Linked DNA regions of Gossypium arboreum: region 2 is linked to region 1. Evidence: chromatin contacts called from public Hi-C data. All regions are on one chromosome and are shown on one strand. The core of a region is the stretch at or near the end of the contact, and the rest is flanking DNA. Distances in the headings are between cores, read along the strand shown.

Region 1 (5,429 bases), core at 1,599-4,098:
TAGTAGAATTTAACTAAACGAATTTAATAGTTATAATTTGATGAAGATTAAAATTTAAAAATTTAAAAATTTAAAGACTAAAAATAATCAAATTAAAATATATAAGGATTAAATTTACAAATTTGACAAAGTAAAAAATTGATGATAAAATTTAAGTGGTTGGAGTGGTGCGAAATTTTCTTTAAAATTTTCATCTATCTCAAAATTCTTCAAATAATGACATCTTCACACTCATGTTAAATATATATTAAAAATCACCTGCAATTTCTATTCGAATCGAATTAGTTGTTTGTTGAAATTAATTTAGTTAGGAATTTGTAAAAGTTAGTTAATTTGGTTCAAATGAAAATAATTAAATTAAGTAATTAAAAATAATAAAGAATATATTATATGTGTAAAAATTTTAAATAAATGGTACAATGGGTGAAAGGAAGAATATTTTGAAAAATAATATTGATGTCATTTTGTTGCCACGAATATTAGTTTTACGGTAATGTTTGTTATTACGTTAGTGTTGGTATTGTATTTTATTTATTATTTTTGTTTTCTTTTAAATTTATTTGAACTAAAATAAAGAAAAGAATATTACTATAGTATTTGTCATGAATCAAACGAGATTAATTCAGGTAGGTTAATAAATTTTTAAAAGTTTTAAAATTTCGAAGATTACAGGAAATGATGAAACCCTAATCAATGACTGAATATTAAACTTAAAACAAAATAAATACTATTATTAGATACCTTACCCAAAATCCGATCCTTTAGGATCATTTCATAAAGACAAAGTCAAGGATATGAAGGTGGTAAATGAGAAATAATTATCCAAAAAGATCCACGTCAGCTCAAATTTTGAATCATCCACACAAAACTCAGCGCTTTTCCTCGCTCTTCCCCACTTCATGGCGGTGGCTATGACCATGATTCTCCAATAAAGCTCTAAACTTTCTTTCATATCATTAATCTCAATTCTTCCTCAATGGCTCTCTCCAATTTACACTAACTTCTTTCTTTTTCTCCCATAACATTTTTGTTTTTCCAATTATGTTTAATATGTAAATTTTAATTAAATAATGTTTCTTCAGGGGTTTCCTTTGTATGCTTTGGAATCTTTGGTTAATTGGAATAAAGGTTGATAATTTTCATCATTTAAATATCAGAAAATTGTTAACTGAGTTCTCTGAGACCATTTCTTAAAGTGTGTTATATAAGGAAACAGGACTAGTTGACTATGAAAGTAAAACAATTTCTTAAGTATTCTTTCTTAATATTTGGGTTTGGATTTCCTTAGCTATATATTTTGGTGGTAAGTATTCATGGTTCATTTCTTTTTATCCTTCTGTTTAATTTTGACGGTACGATTATGGGAATCTAGTAACTACAGCAAATAGGTGCAACCCTTTTCTGTTTGCAAGTAGTTGTACAAGAAAGATGGGCTCGAGTTTCATGGGTGTGGTAAAGTCAGAGCTGCTTTGGTATCAGGAGAAGGGGATGTGCTATCTTATCCTAAGAGTATTGGAGTTGTTGTAGGGAAGGCTAGTTTTGTCGATGGACTTGTTGACCAGCAAGCTGGGATTGAGGTACAGCCTAATGCCATAAGTTTCGAAACACTTGCAGCCGAAATAACTCTTGTGACTAATGGTTTCTTTGCTGATGAATACGACTTGGGTCATCCTACACAAGGGTTTGCTTCCATCCAGGAAGCCATTGAAGATATTCGTCAAGGAAAGGATTGTTTATCCTAGTTACATGTTTGAATTCGATGTTATTATCACACTGCTAATTGAGGAAAATTTGCAGTTAGTAATTGTTGTAGATGATGAAGATAGAGAAAATGAGGGTGATCTGATAATGGCAGCATCAATGGCAACTCCTGAGGCCATGGCCTTTATTGTCAAGCATGGAACTGGAATTGTTTGTGTGAGCATGAAAGCTGAAGATTTGGAGAGGTTAGAGCTACCATTAATGGTAACCCAGAAGGAGAATGAGGAAAAAATTTGTACGGCTTTCACTGTGTCAGTGGTATGTTCTTCGCTTTATTCAAAGTACATGTGAAAGCTACACCTTTTATATTTGCCAAAATACGAGGGTTTTTATTACAATATGAGACTTTCATTTAATGGTGGATTCTTGTTTCATTGTTGTGCTTGGTATCCTTGTTTGGAGATAAACTACATTGATTTCATACAGGATGCAGAGCATGGTACAACAACGGGTGTCTCTGCTTGTGATAGGGCGACAACCGTACTGGCACTGGCGTCTAAAGACTCAAAACCCGAAGATTTCAATCGCCCAGGTCATATCTTTCCCCTGAAGTACAGGGAGGGAGGGGTGCCAAAAAGAGCTGGGCACACAGAAGCTTCTGTTGATCTAGCTGTATTAGCTGGGCTAGAACCTGTGGCAGTTTTATGTGAGATTGTGGATAATGATGGCTCAATGGCTAGGTTGCCAAAGCTTCGTGAATTCGCTCAGGCTGAAAAATTGAAGATTATTTCTATCGCTGATATAATCAGGTACACTGATAGTATCCTTTTTCCTAAGGGGTGATCTTGTTGTTAAAGTTAGGGCCTTTACTTGCTCTTCTTACCACTTAAGTCTACTCAAACTAAAGCATTGGTGTTTATAAGGTTATGACTTAAGTATAGGGAAAATGTTTCTTTGAAGGTGAACATAAACGTGTTAGAACGGTGACCAACTCTTTTATAGCAGCTATGGAGGAACATCATCATCATCACAACTGATCTTTATTCTTCCATTTGTTGGCTATCAAAGTGACCCATTTAGTGAAGTTATTTATATTACAATAATTGACAGATATAGAAGGAAAAGAGAGAGGCTGGTGGAGCTGGCTGCTGCTGCGTTGATACCCACAATGTAGGGTCCATTTAAAGCATACTGTTATAGGTCATTGCTAGATGGGATTGAGCACATAGCGATGGTTAAAGTCAGTATTTCATCTGAATATTCACTACCTTATCTGTTTCTTATTTTTGTTTAGTAAGCAACACTAACCAGTTCTAAAATCTGGGAATTCAAAAGTATTCTTATATGCCGTTACTATAGTTTGTTGTGTCATTAGCCACATGCGAAAACTTTATCAGTCTGACCAGGTTGTATGAGTAGGACGTTGACGACTGGACTGCGTAACGTGCAGGGTGAAATTAGTGATGGCCAAGATATTCTCGTGAGGGTACACTCCGAGTGCCTTACCGGCGACGTATTTGGGTCTGCCAGATGTGATTGTGGAAACTAGTTAGCACTAGCAATGAAGCAAATTGAGGCAAGTGGACGGGGTGTATTAGTTTATCTTCGTGGACATGAAGGTAGAGGGATCGGTTTAGGCCACAAGCTTTATGCTTATAACTACAAGATGATCGACACGACTAGAGGTGAGCATGGGACGGGTCGGGTCAGGTTCGACTAAAAATTTAGGCCCGTTTGTTAGACTTCAAGCTCGGCTCTGCTCGAAAAATAGGCTTAAAATTTTGCCCCAACTCGACCTGACCCGCCCATATTAATTTTTATATAATTTTAAAATATATATAATACATAAAAAATAATAAAAACATCAAAATAAATATTTCCCAAAAATTAAATTTTTTTAAAAAATATGTATACTTAAATAACACTAACATAGATGCAACTTAACAAGCAAATGTCTCTAAAATAATAACAAAATTAACAAATGTCTTTAAAATAATAACAAAATTAACAATAAAATAAGTTTTACACAATATCCAAATAATAACAACAAAATAGTAGCAATATAATAATAAAATGGTAGCAAAATAAGGAGAAAATAACAAGAAAATAATATTAAAAAATTAATTTTTTTTATTTTTTAGTGAATTCGAGCCGAGTCGGGCCTGGGCCAAAAATGCCTTACCCGAGACCCATCCCTTTTTTTAAACTGGCCTTATTTTTTTGTCCAAACCCATTTTTCGGGCCTATATTTTTGTCCAAACCCTTCCACATTTTGAGCGGACTTTCAAACCGGGCCGGGTGGCTCGACCCATGCTCACCTTTAGACACGACACAGTTGAGGCCAATGAAGAGCTTGGTTTACCTATTGATTCTCGGCAATACGACATCGGTGCACAAGTAAGATTTCTTTAGCCATTTGTCTTTGTTACCTACACCATATGTGCAGTGTTGAATTCTATAAAACACAGTTTCCTTCACTTGCTCGCACTGTTAAATTGCTGAATGTAGTGTTCGATTTTCTGCAGATACTACGAGATATTGGTGTTCATACAATGAGTCTGATGACAAACAATCCAGCAAAGTACGTCGGTCTTAAAGGTTATGGTTTGGCGATTTCCGACAGGCTTCCATTATTGAACCCAATAACTAAAGACAACAAAACATACTTGGAGACCAAACAAGAAAAATTGGGACATATTTATGGTTTAAATATTAACTCAACCTGCAACACGACTTATCAGGAGATATAAGCAAGTCTGAGTTGATATGTTGTTGTTTGAGTTGGTAATTTCATATATGATAATAACACTTTGCGATGATGTTTTGGGAATGGCATATTGGTTTAATTTTTTGATTTAAAATTTTTACACTAATTGAAGAATGTAATCGTATAAGTATGCTGAACGTAGCAGATGTATTTACATGCCTTTTATTGATAAAGCAGACTGAATATCCGATATGTTTTATTTATTTAATTTATTAATATATATTTGAATGATTTTTAGAGGGAAAGGTTTTCGCTTATGCCCGAGAATCTCCTCGTTAAGCGGTAGCACATTATTCACACCGGGACTAATTCTCGGTTAAAAATAAAAAATCAACTTATTGATGTTTGAATATTTATAAAAAACGAGGTTTTAAAATTAAAATAGAGGTGGTGAAATTATATTTTTGGGTAAATTTTAAAATACTTATTTTTGTTTTTTAAGTTACATTTTAATTACTTACGTTATCGCGTTATAATATTTTAGTTTTCAAGTCGTTAATTTCTATTAACGTGTAACGATAAACTGATGTGGCATGTTAAAAATAAATTTGTGAGATTAACATGATATATATTTTAATAAAAATAATTAATAAATGTGTGAGATTAACATTATATATATATAAAACGATAGTATCAATATATTGGTAATCTAGTCTATAATGTATAAATTTATTTATTCTTAATTTATATGTCAAAACTCAAAAGAATAAAATATTTTTAATAATTAAATTAAATATTTTTATAAATATTAATTGTATCTAATCAAATTAGTTCGATTCAACAAAAATCTTGACTTCACAAATACTATGATTCATATTTATTTGAAATTAAGATAAAGAAAATCGATCAATTAAAAACTATTATTTTATATAATTTGATATTCACAAATTAAAAATTGAATTACATACAATCTAAATTAGTAAAACTAAATTAGTAGGTCTGTACAAAATATAGTGTCTAC
Region 2 (5,184 bases), core at 274-2,773, 95 kb after region 1:
CCCCAGATTTTCTTCCACTACCCCACTAACTTAACCTTCTCAGACTTTCAGTTCCACCAAAACTCTATCACATAACTGAGCAAAAATATCATCCTCGTTCGCACAAGGATTCAAACACAGGACCTCCAACACACCAACTCCCTTACCACTCGAACCAGCAAACTTATTTTGATATGGATTAACAAACAATGTAATATAAACCCACTTAACAAGGGTAAGGCTAGAATTAGAAAAATAACAAAAATTTCCAAGGTGAAAATTGAACTCAAGACCTCTCACACAAACCCAGAACACTTAACCACTGAAATAGATACATAGTTGTGTCAAATATTTACATAAACAGGGATAAATTAATCAGGGCGTTACATTAAGTGTAGGAATCACTAGAGTGGAAATAATTTGATCCCGAACTTGAGCCAAATAAGCTCTAAGTTCAATAAAGGCTAACACTATAAAAAACTTGTCCCATTATTATACTGATCAGAAACTTTTCAGAGATAAGCATGAGACAATTAAATTCATTTTTCGAGGTCTCCACTTGTCCCAAATAACTAACCATATCCTGTTGATTTTGCTATAGATGAACCAGATCTGTCTCCACTTTGTATATACGTTGAACACCATTAGTATATAACCTTTTAGCCTTATTCCACACTTTATAATAGGTTTATACGACTAAAATAAAGTGAACAATTTCAACTCGAGAGAATGCCATAATAAACTGCATAATTGTACATCAATCTTAATCCACGCCTCTTTATCTTTCTCATCAATATTTTAGGCCTCTATCTCTAGATGATCTTTATACCCTTGGTCTATAAACCATAATTCAACCAATGTGACCCAAGAAATATAATTATCATTTCCTTGAAGTTTGATAGTAGTAATGGCTAGAATTGAAGAAAAGATTGATTTCATAGAACTTGAAGGATCTATAGTAGAAAACGAAGAGAGAAAAATCAAACATTAACGAAAATGAGCAATGATAGCACCAGTGAAGTTGGCCAAGGCCGGGTGACACTCCAAAAAGACTCGCAGCAACAAATGGTAGTTGGATGAGGCCCTACACACTCTTACATGTCGGCGTGTGGGAGAGAAGCAAAAAAGGTGTAGTGGCATGTATGGCTCACACGTGTAGATTCTAGTGATAGGGTCTTGATTGAAGGGTTGGCTAAGACTAGGTATTTTAATGGTAGCAGCGATGAGATTTAAGTGATTTTAATACTATGTTAATTTGAGAAAGAAAGAGAAAACAAGAAAAGAAAATAAGAGAGTAACTACTATTGTGAAAGTAAAAAAAAAAGAGAAAAAATCATATTGTATTTTTCATCATTTACCCTCAAACCTAGAAAAATATATATATAAATGAAATTATACAAGAAAAATAATCTCTTAATTTCCTAAATTTCAACTTATTATAATTCTTAATAATATCTAAAATTTTTATCAATTTTAGTAATATATTTATTACATATATTTTCCATAACATATGACACGAATCTAATATAGTATTAATACATCGAAATTAACTCGTAAAATAATACTTCCTTGACCAATACGACTACTATGTTTAACAGGAATCCTAACTCCCTCAAATTTCATTTTCTAGAAATTGAAATGTCTTAAACCCTAATTTTTAAATATATAGAGAGAGAGAAATTTAAAAAGAACACTGCTTTTTCTATTTTCCTCTTCTTTTTTTTGTCTTCTACATGCTTGCTCGCTCACTCAGTGACTCACTTTCTTCTTCTCTGCTTCAACTTCCATAAAAACTGAAATAATAAAATAAAAACAGCTGAAATTTCTAGATTTTGTTCTGTTTTCTCTATGCCATGAAGAACTTCTCTTCATCCTCCAACCACCGTCACCCGCCGCCGCCGGGTGGCCATAAACCGTACCCCCACCGCCAGCACCAACAATCTAGCTACCAAAACAATTTCCGTTGTGTACCCAATTTTCAGGCTGTCAACAAAAAATACTACCGCCGCCGTTTTCCGCCGCCAGCATCCACCACCGATGGTTCCGTCAACTCCAACGCCCTTCACTGCCCAAACTTCATAATTCAACTCGTCCATGACTTCTCCTCCTCTCCTTCCAAACCGGACGACCTCCAAACTCTTATTTCCCAACTCGACCCATCCCCCCAAAACTCTCACATTTACACCACTGGTAAAATCGCCGCTTCCCTAATTTTCCAAGAATGGAGCAAAACCCTCTCTTCAATTATCCATTTATGGCGTTCCCGCCTTGATGGGTCCATCCATTATACTCCCAAGCTTATTTCCAACGTCATCGTGCCTTCTGACACGGTGGAGCTCAATCAAAACCTTAAAACCCTTTTCTCGAGCCATATAACGGGATTGATGGAAGGGGCACTGGTTAGGAAGTGGCAGGAAAAAATCAATGAAAAATCCGATGAGATCGCTGACTTGGTTGGACAAATGGGTAAGAGGAAATATTCGCTGGGAATGTTTTATGAGTTGGATGACAAGAAGAAAGCTTTAAAGGCGGAAAGGTCTACGATTTCGAAGCGGTTGAAGGAGTTTAAGGGAGGGATGAGCAGCTTGTTGAGGTGCTTGGAAACTTGGGAAATTGGGAATGAGGAAGGGGATGAAGGTGTGAAGGTTTACAGGGTTGAAGGAGAGCTTGATTGGAAGCTAATCCATCAACTGATTTTGAGGGAATGTAGAAGGTTGGAAGATGGTTTGCCTATTTATGCTTATAGGCAAGAAATTCTTACTAGAATACATGGTCAACAGGTAATCATTTATTTCTCCTCCATTTTTCTGTTTTGGTAGATAGGTTTGGATTATCATCATATATATTGTAAAACCTTAGTGATGCAATTTAAGAATGTGAAAGCTGGTTTGGAGATAAAAAGTCCATCATCATATATGCACGAGATGTGTTCTTTCAAAGGATTATCACCTTATAATTTGACAGTGTAATTAGAGTTCAAAGACTTGAAAAAGCATGTGAAACTCAACAAACGATTATTTTCTTAACATTGTCTGTATATTATTTTGTGTTCATTTATGTCATGTGTTAATTAATTGAAAATAGAGAAGGTTATACCTAAAGATGTTAACTTATGATTCAGCGTTGACTTCCATATTTATAGTTAGATGAACATGTAACACTATAAATTCTCTTCTGGACTTTTAAGATTTCTGCTACCGTATTGGATAATATCCTTGTGTTTAGTGAAATTAGTGAGGAATTCAATACTAATTAGATGACATATAGGATAGTCTATGGACAGTTGCACGAGCAGGCAGTTCAAGTGCTGGGATTAGGATTTGAGATGGTATTTAGAGCTAGGAAGTGGATACAAAAATATTGAGATATCATAAAGGTTGAAAACACTGGGTAAGAGCCACTAATGAGCCAGTAGGAATCAGCAGCTAAATTGGCAGTGAGGCTTAACAAATTCATGGTGTCATCAATCTCTCACGTGCACACACACACAAAAAGAGTCATTTAACTTCCCATGCGGTAGTAGAAAATAACTGCAAGATTTTTAGGATATTCTCTTTGCTCATTTGTATTCATTTTTTCCCTATCTTTCTTGGTGCTTAATTCTAATTATAATGTAGTTTAAGTGCAACAAAGTGTAAAACCTTTGTAAGTAAGTTTATATTCTTGCCATGTGAAATTCAACATAGGGTTATTTTCTTTACATTGACTGTATATTTTGACCATTCTCTGGAACTTTTAAATTTCTGCTACTGTTTGGATTCTAAACTTGTATTTGATGAAATTATTTAGGAACTCAATACTAATTACATGACACATAGGGTAGTTTCCAGAGAATTGCATGAGCTTCGGTTCAATTGCTGGAATTAGGATTTCGGATGGTATTTGGAGATGGAAAATGGATGCAAAATATTTAAATACTAAGAAGGTTGAAAACTTATCATAGGATGAAATGAGCAAGTAGGAAGCAGCCGCTAAAATTGCGGCCACATTTAAAAAATCCTAGGTGTTATAAAAAAAAGATTCATTTATCTCCCCATGCAATATGAGATAATAACTGCCAGATTTTTAGGATATTCTCATTAGATTTCTATTTATTTTGTTCCTATGTTTTTTTGTTGTTTATATCTTATTATAATGTAGATATTTTCCTTTGATTTTCTCGAACAACTATTCAATGCCCAGGTAATGGTGTTGATTGGAGAGACTGGTTCAGGAAAGAGCACCCAGCTGGTTCAGTTTCTTTCTGATTCAGGAATTGCTGCAAATGAGTCAATTGTATGTACTCAGCCACGAAAGATTGCTGCCATCTCATTAGCAAAAAGAGTTAGAGAAGAAAGCATTGGGTGCTACAGTGATAACTCAGTCATTTGTTATCCAACATTTTCATCCTCTCAGCAGTTTGATTCAAAGGTGATATATATGACTGACCACTGTTTACTGCAGCATTATATGAAGGATAAGAATTTGTCCGGCATTTCTTGCATCATCGTTGATGAGGCCCATGAAAGAAGTTTGAACACTGATCTTCTTTTGGCATTGGTTAAAGATTTACTTGGCCGAAGATTTGATTTAAGGCTTGTAATAATGTCTGCAACAGCTAATGCCAATCAACTGTCAGACTACTTTTTTGGGTGTGGAATCTTTCATTTGGAGGGTAGAAACTTTCCTGTTGATATTAAGTATGTTCCTTGTGCAACTGAGGGAACTTCTGGTTCTGGTATGGTTGCGACATACGTTTCTGATGTCTTGAGGATGGCTGCTGAGATTCACAAAACAGAGAAAGAAGGGAATATTCTCGCCTTTTTGACTTCCCAGATGGAAGTAGAATGGGCTTGCGATCATTTTGAAGCTCCAAATGCCATTGTTTTACCATTGCATGGAAAGCTATCCTTTGAAGAGCAGTGTCATGTTTTCCAGAACTACCCTGGGAAGAGAAAAATTGTTTTTGCAACAAATATTGCAGAGACATCACTTACAATTCCTGGGGTCAAGTATGTGATTGATTCTGGTATGGTCAAGGAGAGTAAATTTGAACCCGGCACTGGGATGAATGTTCTAGAAGTGTGCTGGATCAGCCAGAGTTCTGCTAATCAACGGGCTGGTCGTGCTGGGAGGACTGAACCAGGAAGATGCTACAGACTATACACAGAAAATGATTTTGAGTTGATGACTTCTAATCAGGAGCCTGAGATTCGTAGAGTTCAT

The links. A called contact is a pair of places that touch in the nucleus more often than the background predicts.
Region 2: a contact with region 1 is called in a Hi-C map of leaf, with 2.4 times the contacts expected there. The contact joins the promoter of LOC108489338 here to the enhancer-like site in region 1. A contact is called at or near these places in 2 of 5 Hi-C or Micro-C datasets (both in leaf).

Annotation. Positions count from the first base shown.
Region 1 is chr10:17,451,528-17,456,956 of ASM2569848v2, forward strand. It overlaps the pseudogene LOC108488309. Among protein-coding and RNA genes, the nearest start is that of LOC128282715, 49 kb to the right of the region's middle. Within about 2 kb of position 2,849, at least 2 of the 2 cell types and tissues checked have an H3K27ac peak or open chromatin away from gene starts, as enhancers often do. A contact at or near this core is called in leaf, where this site is marked.
Region 2 is chr10:17,547,438-17,552,621 of ASM2569848v2, forward strand. It overlaps LOC108489338 (ATP-dependent RNA helicase DEAH11, chloroplastic-like), which reads left to right and starts at 1,524. Exons shown (of 3, transcript XM_017793811.2): 1 at 1,524-2,759; 2 at 4,162-5,184. The coding sequence starts at 1,833.